2 separate regions of the Sus scrofa genome follow, and region 2 is linked to region 1. A link is a contact called in public Hi-C data. All regions are on one chromosome and are shown on one strand. Each heading gives the region's core, a stretch centred on a gene start, on an enhancer-like site or on the middle of the called end of the contact. The rest is flanking DNA. Distances are from core to core; before and after follow the strand shown. Region 1 overlaps PTPRE (receptor-type tyrosine-protein phosphatase epsilon). Region 2 has its middle 14 kb from the start of MKI67.

The links. Hi-C and Micro-C count contacts between places; a contact is called where the count stands out from the background.
Region 2: a Hi-C map of fetal liver shows a contact between it and region 1, with 2.2 times the contacts expected there. The contact joins two enhancer-like sites. A contact is called at or near these places in 2 of 5 promoter capture datasets (fetal liver and liver), 13 of 47 Hi-C or Micro-C datasets (alveolar macrophages, blood, embryonic fibroblasts and 7 more) and 1 of 2 datasets of contacts at active chromatin or transcription factors (alveolar macrophages).

Annotation. Positions count from the first base shown.
Region 1 is chr14:137,258,701-137,265,961 of Sscrofa11.1, forward strand. PTPRE (receptor-type tyrosine-protein phosphatase epsilon) reads left to right here. Exons shown (of 22, transcript XM_021073749.1): 22 at 2,626-5,545. The coding sequence ends at 2,700. Among named protein-coding and RNA genes, the nearest start is that of MKI67, 34 kb to the right of the region's middle. Within about 2 kb of position 3,546, at least 23 of the 83 cell types and tissues checked have an H3K27ac peak or open chromatin away from gene starts, as enhancers often do. A contact at or near this core is called in fetal liver and retroperitoneal adipose tissue, where this site is marked.
Region 2 is chr14:137,306,716-137,313,976 of Sscrofa11.1, forward strand. No RefSeq gene overlaps it. Among named protein-coding and RNA genes, the nearest start is that of MKI67, 14 kb to the left of the region's middle. Within about 2 kb of position 3,141, at least 10 of the 83 cell types and tissues checked have an H3K27ac peak or open chromatin away from gene starts, as enhancers often do. A contact at or near this core is called in fetal liver and retroperitoneal adipose tissue, where this site is marked.

The DNA.
Region 1 (7,261 bases), core at 2,296-4,795:
TTGCTGTATGTTTCCTGGAAGGCGCTTAAGTATGTGGCAGGGGGGAGGAGGGGAGGTCAAGTTTCCCAGAAGAAGAACTAAAACTTGCGGCCAGGGCGCAGTTTAGCTGTAGAGACGCCCTTTCTTCCTGGCCTCTGGCTGGCAGGTCATGTGAGGGGGGACACAGCCACCACAAGCTGGATGACAAGATCCTTTAGACGAGGCACAGATGATGCCAACTGCTGTGTCAAAGTGAACCGTTCTACCAGGTCCCCGTGTCCATGTAAAAATGTACCGGGTTCAGAGTTCCCGCTGTGGCTCAGTGGGTTAATGAACCCAACGTCGTGTCTGTGAGGGTGCGGGTTCTGATTCCTGGCCTTGCTCAGTGGGTTAAGGATCTGGCGTTGCCCCAGGCTGTGGTGTAGGTCACAGACATGGCTGGGATCCTGTGTTGCTGTGGCTGCGGTGTTGACCAGCAGCTACAGCTCCGATTCGACCCCTAGCCTGGGAACCTCCATCTGCCTCGGGTGCGACCCTAAAAAGCAAAAGCAGAAACAAATGTACCCGCGTGAAAAGGCACGCTGATGTTTATAGTCCTGATCCGTCTAAACCTCCATCCGCAGTTCCTTTGGGCTCTTTTCCTTGGCGGGGGTGGGGGGTCTCCCTAGATCTCCAGACCCTGCCTGGGGGGCTTAGAGAATCGGGAGCTCAGTTGCCCCCACACATTCGCTTTCGTCCGGTGATGAAAACACACACTTTCTGGTTTCAGCAAAGATGCCTCCTCCCCAAATGTGGGGGTGGTCCTGCAATAGCAAGTTCAGTGTCAAAGGCTGTTCTACCCGGTCGTTTTCCCCAAGGCTCCTCCTTTAGGGCACCCCCCCCCCCCGCCGCCGCCCCCGCCCCGGCATCCTGACTCAGACACTTCCCTCCTCCTTCGAGAGCTGGGTGGTCAGTGGGAAACTCAGGAGCTGGAAGGGAGACGTAAGGTCCCCACACTTTGCCTGCAGTCTCAGAACAAGAGTTTTCTGCGCCGGCTTTTCTGTCCCTGGAAAGCCAGCTCTTTCCCAAGCTGGCTGGATGGAGGTTCCGGAAGGGTCAGACGGGCTAATATTTGGCCTCTTGCAGCCCCCAAACCTGTCGAGGGGAATTTAGAGAAGAGGCTGAACGCGAGGCGCTGGGAAGGAAGAAGGGAGGGCTGGGAGCCGGCCTGCCCCTGCTCCCCCGCTCCCAGGTCCACCGGGCAGCAAGTGACCGGGTCTGCGAGGACCCGGGCCCTTTTAGGTTCGCTGCCCTCTGTCAACCTCCAGCCTTCGGGGTCCATGCCCTGCCTGCTGACCGCTGTGCACATGGTTCTCTGAGACGCGCAGCAGGCTCCCTGAGAAAGCCCCCGGCTTGCCTCTTCCTCCGTCTCTTTCATTTCTTCCTCCGGGTGCCTGTCATTGGTGATGCCCTGCACCCCGGCTCCCAGCCCCCCGTGGGCCCACCACCCGTCTAGTGTCACCTCCTCAAGGGCTGCTGGGGAGCCAAGAGTCAGAAGATGTCCAAGTATTCTGATACGTCAAGAGCCTTATACAGATTCCAGGCATTATTATTCCTTTGTTGTTGTTGTTGTTTGTTTGTTTGCTCTTTAGGGCCACATGTGTGGCATATGGAAGTTCCCAGGGTAGGGGTCGAATCGGAACTACAGCTGCCGGCCTACACCACAGCCACACAGGATCCAAGCAGCGTCTGTGACCTACGCCACAGCTCACCTCGACACCAGATCTTTAACCCACTGATCCAGGTCAGGGATTGAATCCTTGTCTTCATGGATGCGAATCAGGTTCATTACCGCTGAGCCACACTGGGAACTCCCAAGGCATTATTCTTTTGAACTCTACTAAAACTTATATACATCAGTGCCTTTCTACAGGGCAAACTTAGGCTTAAAAATAACCGATGTTTCCATCTTGTTTAACTCATTGCTTGTCATTACATTACAAAATTTGATGTTAATTAAGTATGGTCCTTGTTTCTGTTAGAAAGTAATTTTTTTAGTTTAAATATGAAACTAAACATCTTTCATTCAGACTGTCCAGAATACACCAAGTCGAAGCTAAACATTCACATTTTCTATGTAGAAAACCAGCTTTATTTGGACATAGTCATGTGCCTAACAACTAAATTAAGTAATAGAAGCTGATGTGTGCGAGTTCCCGTTGTGGTGCAGTGGTTAACGAATCCGACTAGGAACCGTGAGGTTGTGGGTTCCATCCCTGGCCTTGCTCAGTGGGTTAGGGATCCGGCGTTGCCGTGAGCTGTGGTGTAGGTTGCAGACGCGGCTTGGATCCCGCGTGGCTGTGGCTGTGGCGTAGGCCGGTGGCTGTAGCTCCAATTGGACTCCTGGCCTGGGAACCTCCATAGGCCGCAGGAAGAGGCCCTAGAAGAGGCAAAAAGATGAAAAAAAAAAAAAAAGAGTGGGGTTCGCTGTCTCCTCCCCTTCTCATTAAAAAAAAAAAAAAAAAAAAAGCTGATGTGCTTTGGGTATATATAGTATTTTAATAACTGTCGGAATTTTTTATGGCTTCCCTTTAACGTGACTCCTAACGAAATTAACCAAATATATTTTAAAATTTTATTTACTGTGTTTTTGGTTTTCTTTTTCAGGAACAGTATGAATTCTGCTACAAAGTGGTACAGGATTTTATTGATATATTTTCTGATTATGCTAATTTCAAATGAAAAGTCCTGCCTTAAAATATTTTTTAATTTAATGGTCAGTATATTTTGTAAAAATCATGTTAATTTATTTCATAGTTGACATTAATATCCTTCTTAATTTCTTTGTATATATTTTGTTATACCTTAAAGGCCACCTGCTATAAAGTTATTCAATCTTGAAGACCCCTTTTGAAGACTGGAATAATGTATTAAGGTCAAATAATCCCCCATAAATATATATATTAGTGCTAATCTCATTAAGCATTTTAATTTTTCATTAGATTCCTATCATTTCATTTCACACATTCAGCACCTCTGAAGTGTTAAAAATCTTAATATGCCAAGTGTGCTTATTTATGCAAGATACTAACCACAACTTCATTAGAAAACAGTCAGAAACTCAGAAATCGGTGGGAAATTCACTTTCCTGACACTGATTTTACAGCCCTGAGCAGCAGCAGTTTTTCTAAGGCAAACTGGGAAGACGCGGTGTAAAAAGGGAATTTTGTAGTCTTGGTCTCAACTCGCATTTATCTTCACATTTTAAAGATCAAAGAAGACTTACAGCCTGAGTCCAGGTCTTACACACCCTGGCGTAGTCAGTGGCTCTATTCATGCTTAAAAAGGCATTTATTCAAGGCTGCGTCCTGCCCTCTGGGCTAGACAAGAAGAGCTGCAAAGGCCCGTGGTTCGGTTCACCCGTGGCCTTGGGTCCCGCCACAGCAGCTCTCAGAGCTTCACTCCCACGGCCCGGCTTGCTGCCCATCTGTCGGGGTGTTTGGCTCAGATGACACTCTGAGAGTCCCCTCTCGGTCCCCTCCCCTTCCGCCCCAGCTGCCGTGCTGGTCATGAGCTCTGCCTCGAGACACAGCCGAAAAAACCACTTCCCACTCTGCAAGGTCACAGAGAGCCCAGGCTCTGGCGTGCAGGGCGCAGGGCGCTCCCGCCTGGTAGAAACTGTCAAAGCCACCACAAGCCATTCTGCTTGAAACTTTCGGAGAAGCATTTTGGTCTTTAAAAAGCTCTTGTAAAAGTTGAGACTGTTTGTAAGAAAAGAAATCTTAAAATCTAGATTTATACAGTTTTTTTTAAGCCCCCTTCCTCAATATTTAATAAAAGAAAAAGTAAGAGAACTCCTTAACCTAAAGGCTAACTTATTTTTGAATGGTTACTACTGAGACCTCTGACACTGGATAATAAGGGTCCCACTGCCAGACAGGATGGGCCTATGGGGCAAAAAAAGGTGGGGGGATGTAGAAAGGTTTAATTTAATGACAGTCACCCATCTATGGCCATTTGGTGCCTGGGAGATGAGCACAATATTAAAAAGGACATCTGGTCTACCTTTCTGAACGCATTTAACATGTGCATTTTGGGGGTACTCTTTCTGCTTTTTAAAAGAGATGTGAATTTAAAGGCCTTACCTGGTGTTTCCACTGGTAACCGATTGCTCCTTCTTCCCATTGGCCCATTTATCCTGTGTCCATCTCTTGTCCACACACGTGTGACCCTGGATGGGTTATGTCCTAATAACAACAGCCCGCAGGTAATCAAGCTTCTGCAGCTCCCCTGAGCCCCGTCCAAGGGCCGGAGGAGGCAGCCAGCTGAACAAACAAAAGCACAACTCAGTGAGGGCTGTGGGCCACCAGCAGCTCAGGCCTGGCTACACACACAGCTGAAGGGGCCCCTCTCCCTTTGGGGACAATGAGTACGCATTTGGGGGTCCAAGAGGAAAACGAGGGAGCTTTGTAAGCTGTGCCAGGCGGTCCCCCTTGTTTTCATTGTTAAAATCCCAAGCTCACAGCCCTTCTTTGACTCAAGGGGAAACGAGAAGACTCAGCCCTGAAGCCTGGAAACAGCCTTGGATGGTGGTGAAGGTGACGGAGGGTTGATAGAGTCACGGGGCCTGGATTTGCATCCACACATGGGGTTTCAGTCAGAATCCCCCAGGCCCTTTCATGGTCGAACTGGGGTCTCTTGTCTTGGGATGAACGTCGACCTGCCCAAGGGAAGCCCTCGGCAAAGAGTCACCTCTGCGTGTTGTTCTGCCCCTGGGCCACGATCCCACCCCCGCCCCTCTCCCCGAGTCTGCTGCAGATCTGCCCTGTGGCTCTGAAAACGAGCAGAAGCCACTCTCCCTGTCCCTTGGAGGCAGGACCCCCACCTGCTGTTGGGGCAGCACCTGCCGCCACAGGGCGCCCAGGAAGCACAGCCTCCCGGCCTCTGCTGCGGGCTCCCCACCCACCCCCGCGCCCAGTTCAGACGGCCTCGGGGGGGCAGCCCGGGAATCCCGTTTGTCTTGCCTGGAAAGTCGACTCTTCTTCCCCTTCAGTCAAAGAAAGCGCTTTATACATAAGGCAGGGGTGCCGGCAGCGTCCTCTTGGCTCTGACGTCTGTCTCTGTTGCCTGCGGCTGCGGTCAAAGGCCAAACAGCGATTGGAAGACAAGCGTTCTGATCACCTTGCTTTCTCGGTCACTGTGTGACCCACTTAAGTCTTTCTCTCCATGTGCTCCGTGAATGAAGACTGCAAACCAGTGTTTTAAAAGGTATTTTTATGTGTTTTTAAAAACTTTTTAAAACGAGCCTGACACCTCTGTTTCAGCATCTGGAGACATGCCCATGTTATTAATTTTTTAAGATACTGATACTTCTGTTGTGTTTCACTAAGTTGTGTTTAATCGATGTGCAATCTTTATAATATATGTATGTACTCCAGTTTCAGCTATCATTTTTTTTCTTTTATTCCGTTTGTCATTTGATCTTGCTCTGATGATAACACCAGTGAATGTTGCTGAATTCTTTGTATATGCAAATCGCAAGATCCGAGACATTCTGATGCAAAGGTAAATCTTTACTTTGACTTCCGGCCTGCGTCTCTGTCTTTATTGAAATCCTCCAATCTTAGAGTTTCCTGTTGTGGCCCAGGGGTAATGAACCCGATTAGGATCTCTGAGGATGGGAGTTTGATCCCTGGCCTCACTCAGTGGGTTACGGATCCAGCATTGCGTGAGCCGTGGTGTAGGTCACAGACTCGGCTCGGAACCCAAACCCACCAGCGGCTCTGAGTCGCAGACACGGCTCTGCAGACCAGAACCCCCCACCCCCAACGGCCATGGACACCAGGGCCGGGTCCTCACAGCCTCGGAAGGAAGTCGCCTTGCTCCCCTTGACGTGGCCTTCCTGCCTGCAGGACTGGGACACACGAATATCCTGTCGTGTAGACCCCAGGTTAGTGGCACTTGGTTAGAGCAGCCTTAGCAAACTAGTACGAGTCCCGCCCTTTGACCCCTGCAACCCAGGGGCTGTGGGATGTTTCCAGAAGAAACCCTGAAGTGGATGTGGTGCAGGTGGTTCGTGGAGAGGTGGGGGGAGAAGGGGCCACAGGAGGGGCAGGACAGAGGCCACCCCGGCTCCAGCGGTGCCCACTGCCGCCAGCCCCCGGTGAGGGGGTCGTCTCCAGGGGTGCCAGCCCTACCACAGGTCCTACTCTTGGGACTTGCCTGCAGGTTCACTCCCAGGTTCTAAGTTGCACTGGGCTGGCCCACCACTCGGCAACACACATGGCTATTTGCTGACTCTGCGGCCCTGATCAACGCCCTGCCCCTGGTCCCCCCGGCCCCACCCGCTTATGTCTAGATGGACTGGGCAAAGCCAGGACTGGGTGGGGTCCCTGCCCCACATGAAGGCTGTTCCTGCAGGACTGAAGTGGGCCTGGCGGCCAGGAGGAAAAAGCAGCTCTGCGGCCACATCCGAGGGTGGAAACGGGGCCGGGAGGCTGATGAGCCAGCCCTGACCCCCCCGCTGAGGTCCCCATGCACAGCTGGCTTGGCTTTGGTTGTCTCCCCACCCTCCCTGTGATAAAAATACCCAGGGTTTGAGATCATGCCATGACGCCTGAGCCTGGGCACGAGTATTCTAGTCAGATACACCTGCCCTCCTGCGTGGACAAGGCTCAGTGAGTCCCCTCCAGGGGAAGAGGACACACGGAGTCTGGTCTCCACGGTGCTGCGCGGAAGCCCATCATGGCTCCAGGGCAGGACCCAGGGATGGGGTGAGCCCATGATGGGGCTTGAGGGAGCCTCACTGGAGCAGAGCCCAGAGTCGAAGGGAATGGAGAAGCAGGAGGCGGGGGAAGTGTTAGGCAGAGAAAACAGCAGTGTGTGTGCGTTACACGTGTGTGTGTGTGGGGGGGGGTGCCTTAACCAAGGGAGCCAAGAGTTGGCTGGTACAGACGTGAAGCCGGAATGTCAGGGAGACCGTGTGGCACAGCCACATCATGGAAGAGTTTGGAGGCAACAAGACAGCTTCCAGCTACTGAGAACTTCCTGTCAGAGGGATGTTGTTTACATGGGATCCGAGGCTCAGAGAAGTCACCAAACCACAGAGCAGGTGGGTATTTATTTCTTGCACCCCGTTCTCAAACACTCAATTACGCAGGCCAAATATTAATGGTCAATACGTGTCTGATGCTTCCCTCCCCAAAAATGCCAAATGAAGGATGCCTCCTTTGGAACATGTGTTTTTTTTCTTTTGGTTTTTAGGTTTTTATTTTTTCTGTTAAAGTTGATTCCCATTGTTCTG
Region 2 (7,261 bases), core at 1,891-4,390, 48 kb after region 1:
CTGGGAACCTCCATGTGCTGTGGGAGCGGCCCTAGAAAAGGCAAAAAGACAAAAACAAAACAACACAACAAAGAGAGACAAAGAGTACAGAGAACATAGTGAAAGACCACATAGCTGTATCAATATAGTTTTAAAAATATAACAGGACTGGAAGTGCCCATTGTGGCTCAGCAGAAACGAACCCGACTGGAATCCACGAGGTTTCAGGTTTGATCCCTGCCCCTGCTCAATGGGTTAAGGATCTGGTGTGGCTGTGGCTGTGGTGTAGGCCAGCAGCTGCAGCTCCAATTCAACTCCTAACCTGGGAACTTACATATGCTGCCGGTGCCGCCCTGAAAAAGAAGAAGAAAAAAAAATATGTGTATATAACAGGATTGGTATCAAAGGCACCAGTCAATTCAATAACTTTAAGTAGCCTATCTAAGCCCAAAGATTTTAATATTTCTGTAAACTTCTAGGAGTGATTGCCTCCAAATATTATCAAATGCAAATGGTAAACTGGGAGAAGTTGCATATAACATGCTTTATTCATCTAAAAAATGGGCCTATGAATATATTTGCTTATTTGATCTTATTAAAATTAAACAATATAATATGGTGTATATATATGTATAATACACATATAATGTATAATACATATGCTGTAACATGGAGGAGGAATCAAGGAGAGAAGCTAGATTTCTCTGACTGTACCTTCTTTGATAGACTTGACTTTTGAATCCTATTAAGATTTATATAAATATTAAACCCAATTGAATCAGAGATCTAGAAAACCCTAGAAGTAGAAATTCAAATGCAACTGTCAGGCAGCAACAGAGCCACACAAAGAGCAATAATTTAAGGTCATTTAAAACACAATAATTTAACGGTACCTCCGTTGGTAGTCATTCCCGAAGGACATCAATACACGGAAAATAATATCGAGCAGGTTTCAATAATTTCATTGGTAGGAATATTGATATCATTATTCTGACCTTAGGATAATGGGATGGCGCAAAGAGGTAATTATGTGGGCATCACTAGAGGGTTTTTCAGCCTAAGAAAACAAGAGGGCTATAAATGTGAAATCAAAGAATGAAGGGTTCCGTAAAGAAGGGACCCTCGCCTCAAATGAGATTTGTCCCCAGACTGATGGCACCCCATCCCCACGCCACCCAGGGTGGGAACGTCTCATGATTCACTAACGGAGGTCTCTGGGGGAGCAGGGCGGGCCTCTCGCCAGGTCTGAGATGGCTTGAGAGTGTGGAGAGGGACTCTGGCTTGGGGTTTTACTGTGGTCAGGAGTTGGGCCAGCAGGTACGTGAGCTGGAGGCAGGGCTTGTGGGGGGCGGCTGAAGGAGGGAGGAGCGTGGATGGGGCCTTTCTTATCAGCTCGCTCAGAGGTGGGGCAGCCAGCAAGGGGTGCGGCTTAAAAGTTGTCTGCAGGCAAATATCAAAAAGTAGAGTCGGATTCCCTATTACGGGAAGTAACTTTTGAAATGCGCGTGTCAATAGGAACTCAAGGAATATTATTTCTTTTAAGATGTGGATGTGAAGACATGGTTCCTGATACATTCACAGAAAAGACCTTGAACGTGCCCAAGAGCTAGGAGTGTCCCTACCTCCTAGATTGTGGTCTCTTAGTACTGTGTCCTACGCAAAGAATCCAGTTTCCTTATAGACGTGGTAAATAAAAACCAAGAAAACTAGAAGTCATCCCCAACACAGAAGGGAAGTGCGACTTAAAACCACGCTCACCAGAAGGGCCACAATGAAAAGGTTAGAGACCTGAAAATGCTGGGGAGGGCGTGGTGTTTTCAGGACCCTCAGATGTGGCTGCGGGAATACGAGAGCACATGGAAACTTCCCAGACTGCGCCTTCCAAAGCCAAATATACATCTTTCCCTTGATGCAGCAACGCTCCTCCGAGGCATTTGCCCAGGAGAAATGAAAGCATGTTGCCACATGCTTAAGACTCACTTAAGCAGCTTTATTCAGCATATGTGAAACCTGGAAATAATGCAAATATCCATCCTCAGCGTATTTCCTAAGAGGCTATGTTACAGCATAAGCTGTGTTATAGTCACCTGGTGAAACACTGCAAAGGAAAAAAAAAAGAACAGAGTCTTGGTGTATTTAAGACGTGGTGACTGAATCTCAAAGAACGTTATTCTTTGGATGAAAGGAGTTAGACCCAGATGAGTACGTATTGCATGTCCATTCGTGTGAATTTCTAGAACAGGCGAAACTCCTTTATGATAATAGAAGTCACCAGTGGTTTCTAGTGGGCTGGGTGGTGGGGAGACTGATGACAAGGGGGGCAGGAAGGAACTTTCAGAGGCAATGGAGACGTTTCCTACGTTGATGATGTGACGATTGATGGATCACACAAAGGTTTGTATTTGCCAAAACTCTCAGAACCATTCGCCTGAAATCTGTATGTTTTGGTATGTGAACATTTTTTATCTGAATTAAAAAAGCATTTCAAGAGCAAACAAATGCAATGTATGGGCCTTTTGGGACTTGGTTTGGAAAAAAAATCAACTGTTAAGCACAGATCAGTGAGGCGGTTAGAGAAAGTTGGAGCACTGAGTGACTATTTGATGGTCTAATACTGGATGATATTAAGAGACTTGGTGTGATGATAGTACCATTATTGTGACAATGGTATTGTTATGTTAAAAGAGTCCTTGACTGTTAAAGAGACATGCTGCACGTTTGCAGAGGAAGGGACAGGATGACTGGGATTTACTTCACAATAACCCCGGTGGAGGAGAGGGGTGGAAGGGTCCTAGGAGTTATAGATTAGCCCAGAGAGATGCGCTCCTACGCATCAGTTGGGGGGAAGCTGGGTGACAGGTATATGGGGGTTCCTTATGTTACCCATACTGCGTCTGCAGACGTTTAAACTTTTCCATGAGAGAGAAAACATTTAAAAATTACAGCAGTCAGGACGTCAGGAAGCAGGGTTCTTTGGCGGGTGTGGAGCAGGGGAGAACCTTGAAAGTCCTGAGGAGCCAGTGAAGACCCACCCCCTTCCTGATCTCTTAACGCCAGGGTGCTTCCAGCTTAAATTCGGGCTCTGGGTCAGGATCTGGACTCCCCCCCCAGCACCTCTCAGCCTCAGTCCCGCGGCGCCCCCAGCCGGCCTCCCGCGCAGCCAGATGGGCCCCGCGACAAGCCCCGCCCCGCCCATCCCGTAAAGACGTTCCTATGACAAATTTTAAAGTACCGTAATCGCTAGCATTTCAAACAAAAACCCAGCTTTTAGGGTTTTTTTGAAAGCAAAAGATCAAGCCACCCTCAGCAGGCAGGGTGGACTTCCACCATCTGTTGGAGCGGAGCGGCAGCGGTCCGAGACGCCAGCGATCCGAGCCCCGCAGCATCCCCCGCGCGGCTTCTGTTTGTCCCGCCCGGAAGCGGAGGGGACCCGGCCGCAACCTGACCTGGGAGCGCAGCGCCATCTGGCGACCACACAGGGCCACTGCGCCCTTTGGGTAGAAACGCCGGCCTCGGGGTGAGAGGCGGGAGGTGAGCGCTGGTGCAGAGCAGCGGCGCTGGCACTGGAGCTAATGATCAGTAGGGCCACGTTTCTGCGACTTTAGAGGGAAGACAGGTCTGTTTCCATCTAGCGCTTGTGCCTGAGGTCACTGCACTTTTCAGAGTTGTGCTGACCCAGGGGGATGTAGACACCACCGCCTGTGCCAACACGCTGCTTGCACAGTATCATCCGGCGGGGAAGGGGCTCAGGGACCCAGAAGGTCTCCTCTGCTCGGATTCCTGGAATCACGGATCCTTCTCAAAGCAAACCCAAACCAAGGGCTGCTGGAATAGGACTGGTGGGGACATAAACCATTATCAACTAAAAAGCTCTAAACGCAGTTAAGTGCAAGTCTGTTCCAAAATATCGAGGGAGAGATGCCTTTGTCTCCTGAAGCCTTTGGATCGATTTAAAACGTGGAGCTAATTATTTTATTCAAACGAATAAATGATTATTCTTTTAAAGAATAAATTATTTTTATTGCAGCAGTAGTAAATTGAAGGAAAATTTGTCATCTGAAAACTTTAACCTTTTATTATAAACTTACTCATTTGGAAACATCTGCCTAATTAGCCATTCTGTGTTTTAGGCATTTATTAAGTAATCTACCGAATGTCAGGCAACGCTTTAAAAAGAAGAATATGATGGTCCCTGTGGGCGATAGACACCCAGCCTGCAGGGGAGAATACCCAAACGACTTAATAATGCCATGAGACGCCTGAGACACGTACCGCGGAGGAGCCGAGTGTGGAGAGCGGGGGATAGTGCGCCATCTAGAGGACGATCCCAGTGACGTGGGTAAAGGTGCTACGGAAAGACCCAAACGAAGCGCTGGGATGAGCCTGGGGCCAGGCCAGCAAGTCAGATAAGGACTGGGGAGCACACCGGTCCCAGGCTCCACCTGCCCCGGGCGGACTCAGGGAACGGCGGCGGGGGCCGGGGGGGCCTGCTCTTTCATGCACGTAAAGCCGGCACCTCGAAAATCAGAACATCTCACTTGGTACTTGTTTTAAAATAATCACATCCTAAAAATTTTGGAAGTATAATTTTTTCATTAACAATGTCAGTTTGTAATGGGATATTTACTCCAAGGAGAAATAATGACTGGCTTGATTTCTAAAATGTTACAACCGTGATACATTTGGTTTTTTCTCATATGCTGCATAGTATCCGTTTAAGTCTTCCTTGGGCCCAGAAATGCATCTTCCTGAGTCGGCAGCAGCTTTGGAGGCCAAGGAGGAGTCGGGCTTTGAAGAGACGTGGACTGGGGTTACCCTCCTTCCTCACCTCTCATCACTGTGGTGACAACTTCACAAGAGAACAAGCATAATGCTGGCTTCGGGGGGTTATTTTGAGAATGACATGAGATAAACTATGTGAAATGGCCATTATGGGCTAAATTATGTCCCCTCGAAATGCTTTGTGGAAGTTCTGGCTCCCAGGACCCCAGAAGGTGACCGTACCTGAAGATGAGAGCTTTCAAGAGATAAGTTAAAACGAGGTTATTAGGGCGGGAGCAGCCTGACCGCTGTCCTTACTGGACGAGGGGATTAGGACACAGACAGACAGAGGGAAGCCCGTGTGAGGACACTGGGAGAAGACGGCCGTCTACACGGAGGAGAGAGGCTTCAGAAGAGACCGGCTCTCAGGACACCTTGACCTTGGACTTCTTGCCTCTAGAGCCGAAAGAGAATACGTTTCCGTTGTTTGGCTCATTGTGGTGGTTCATGCGGAAGCCCCAGCAGACTCTCCCAGGCCTTGTTGCCTAAGTTCTTTTTCCTTTTCTTGTCCTCTTTTGGGAGGCACCTGATTTTATTAACTCCCTTTCTTGAGGTCAGGAACTGCGTTTTGCTCGTGTTGGCTTTGGCCCCGGCTAATACACACTCCAGGTTCACAGCATGAGTGCATCCAGGGGCTGTTTCTCAAAGTATGTTCTGAGGCACAGACTCCTGAAAGACCCTGCATTTGAAAAGGGTGCCCTGGTCCGAGGACTTTGGGAAACACTGTGTAGCATTGTCCTGCTTAGCGGTTTATCACACGCACGCTGCCCAGGAGCAGAGGAGGCTTTAAGGGGCTCTTCAGTGAAGGATGTTACACCACCGTTTCCCAAGCTCCGTTGGCCTTGGGGACCTTCTGAAAAGCCGCTTCCTAATGTGGGAGGACTCGTGTCCAGGTGAGCTGGAGCACCTCAGCCTCGAGGTCTGGCTGCGCTTAACCCTTTCATCACGAAGGGGATGCCGCTGCCAAGCTGCACCTGGCCTCTGACTAGAACAGAGTTTTGGACAATTAATGTGAATTAGGCACATTTTTAAGCAAAAGGGAGTGTGGTTTGGATGCTAGACCCTCTCTCAGGGCTTTTTTTTTTTTTTTTTTTTCTTTTTCTAACTTGATTCCACTGGGTTCTCCCCACGGCCCTCTTTTCTCTCCCTTTTCACACTTTGCATGTAAAGCAGCATATTTAAAAGGGGGCTAATGAATGAAGACCTGCATTTAGTGTCATGCCCCACTGTTTTCATCCCCTGTCCCACTGATTGCAGGCAGCATGTTTTGTCTCCCAGTTTTAAAGCCTCTCTCCTCGGTATCTTTCACCAGTGAGGACAGGCTGTTGGTCACAGCTGAATAAAAGGCACTTCACAGGTGTCTGCGTCAGTAGAACATGCAATACCCGGAGCAGGGGAATGAATGCGTGCCAGGAACGGGCACCAACGCGCATGCATGAGTCTCAAAAACATGACAGGGGGCAGGAGAAGCCAGGTCCCATGGACGCATACTGGGGGCTTCCGTTCGTGTGAAATCCAGAACCAGACAAGGCCGGTCTGTGGGTCTGTGGTCACCCTTGGGTGGAGTGTCTGCTCCAAAGGGGTACGAGGGGGCCCAGGGTGCTGACGGGGCTCCTGTCTTGATCTGGGTGCGGGGGAGAAGGGCGTACTTAGCGTGTGGGAATTTACCGAGGTGAGTTCTTGCGACGTGTGCGCTTTCGGAACTATACGTTGTGTCCCAGCAAAGCCGTCCTCACTGCAAGAGGGGGCGGAGGAGGCGTGGCTCCCATTTTAGTTATTAGAGGAGATCTCGCTTCCTTAGTAGGCTTTTTGATAATGCAGTTATCGTAGGTTCAGCAGGAGCCTCTACATTGCCGGGAGGGTCTTTAAAAGACCCTCCCAAGGAAATAGCCCCTATGAGATAGACTGAGAGAGAGAGAGAAATGGGCTCACGCTTTTCCCCTCTCAGCTAGTTTGTTCTGCCTCCCCCTCCCCTGGACCCTCCCCATGGCCCCTCCTGGCCCCTCCAGGTGTCCCAGCTCACGGCCGAGGGGCATGAGATGGGGCCACTCCTGGTTCTCAGCCCTGAAGGACAGCTTAGGGTCGGGAGAGGGCCTGATCCCCTGGCTGTGGGAGCTGATAAGCCCCAGAGGTGTGTCACCCCAAAGACTCTCTGGTCTGGGGGAAACAGCTCAGCTGTATAAAAACAAAGAAACAGGAACCTCAGTTAGTGTCGGGAGACCTGTTCTGCAGGAATGGCCAAGCCCAACGGGAAGAAGGACTCTGCCTCTTCTTCTTTTGCATAATTTACTTTCGCTTTTTAAATTTAATTTTATTGAAGTATAGTTGATTTACGATGTTGCGTTAGCTTCAGATGTGTGTATGTATATATATGCGTGTGTATTTGTGGCTTACAGATATATATATATATATATAGATATCTACAGATATATATATCTATACATAGATATATAGATATATA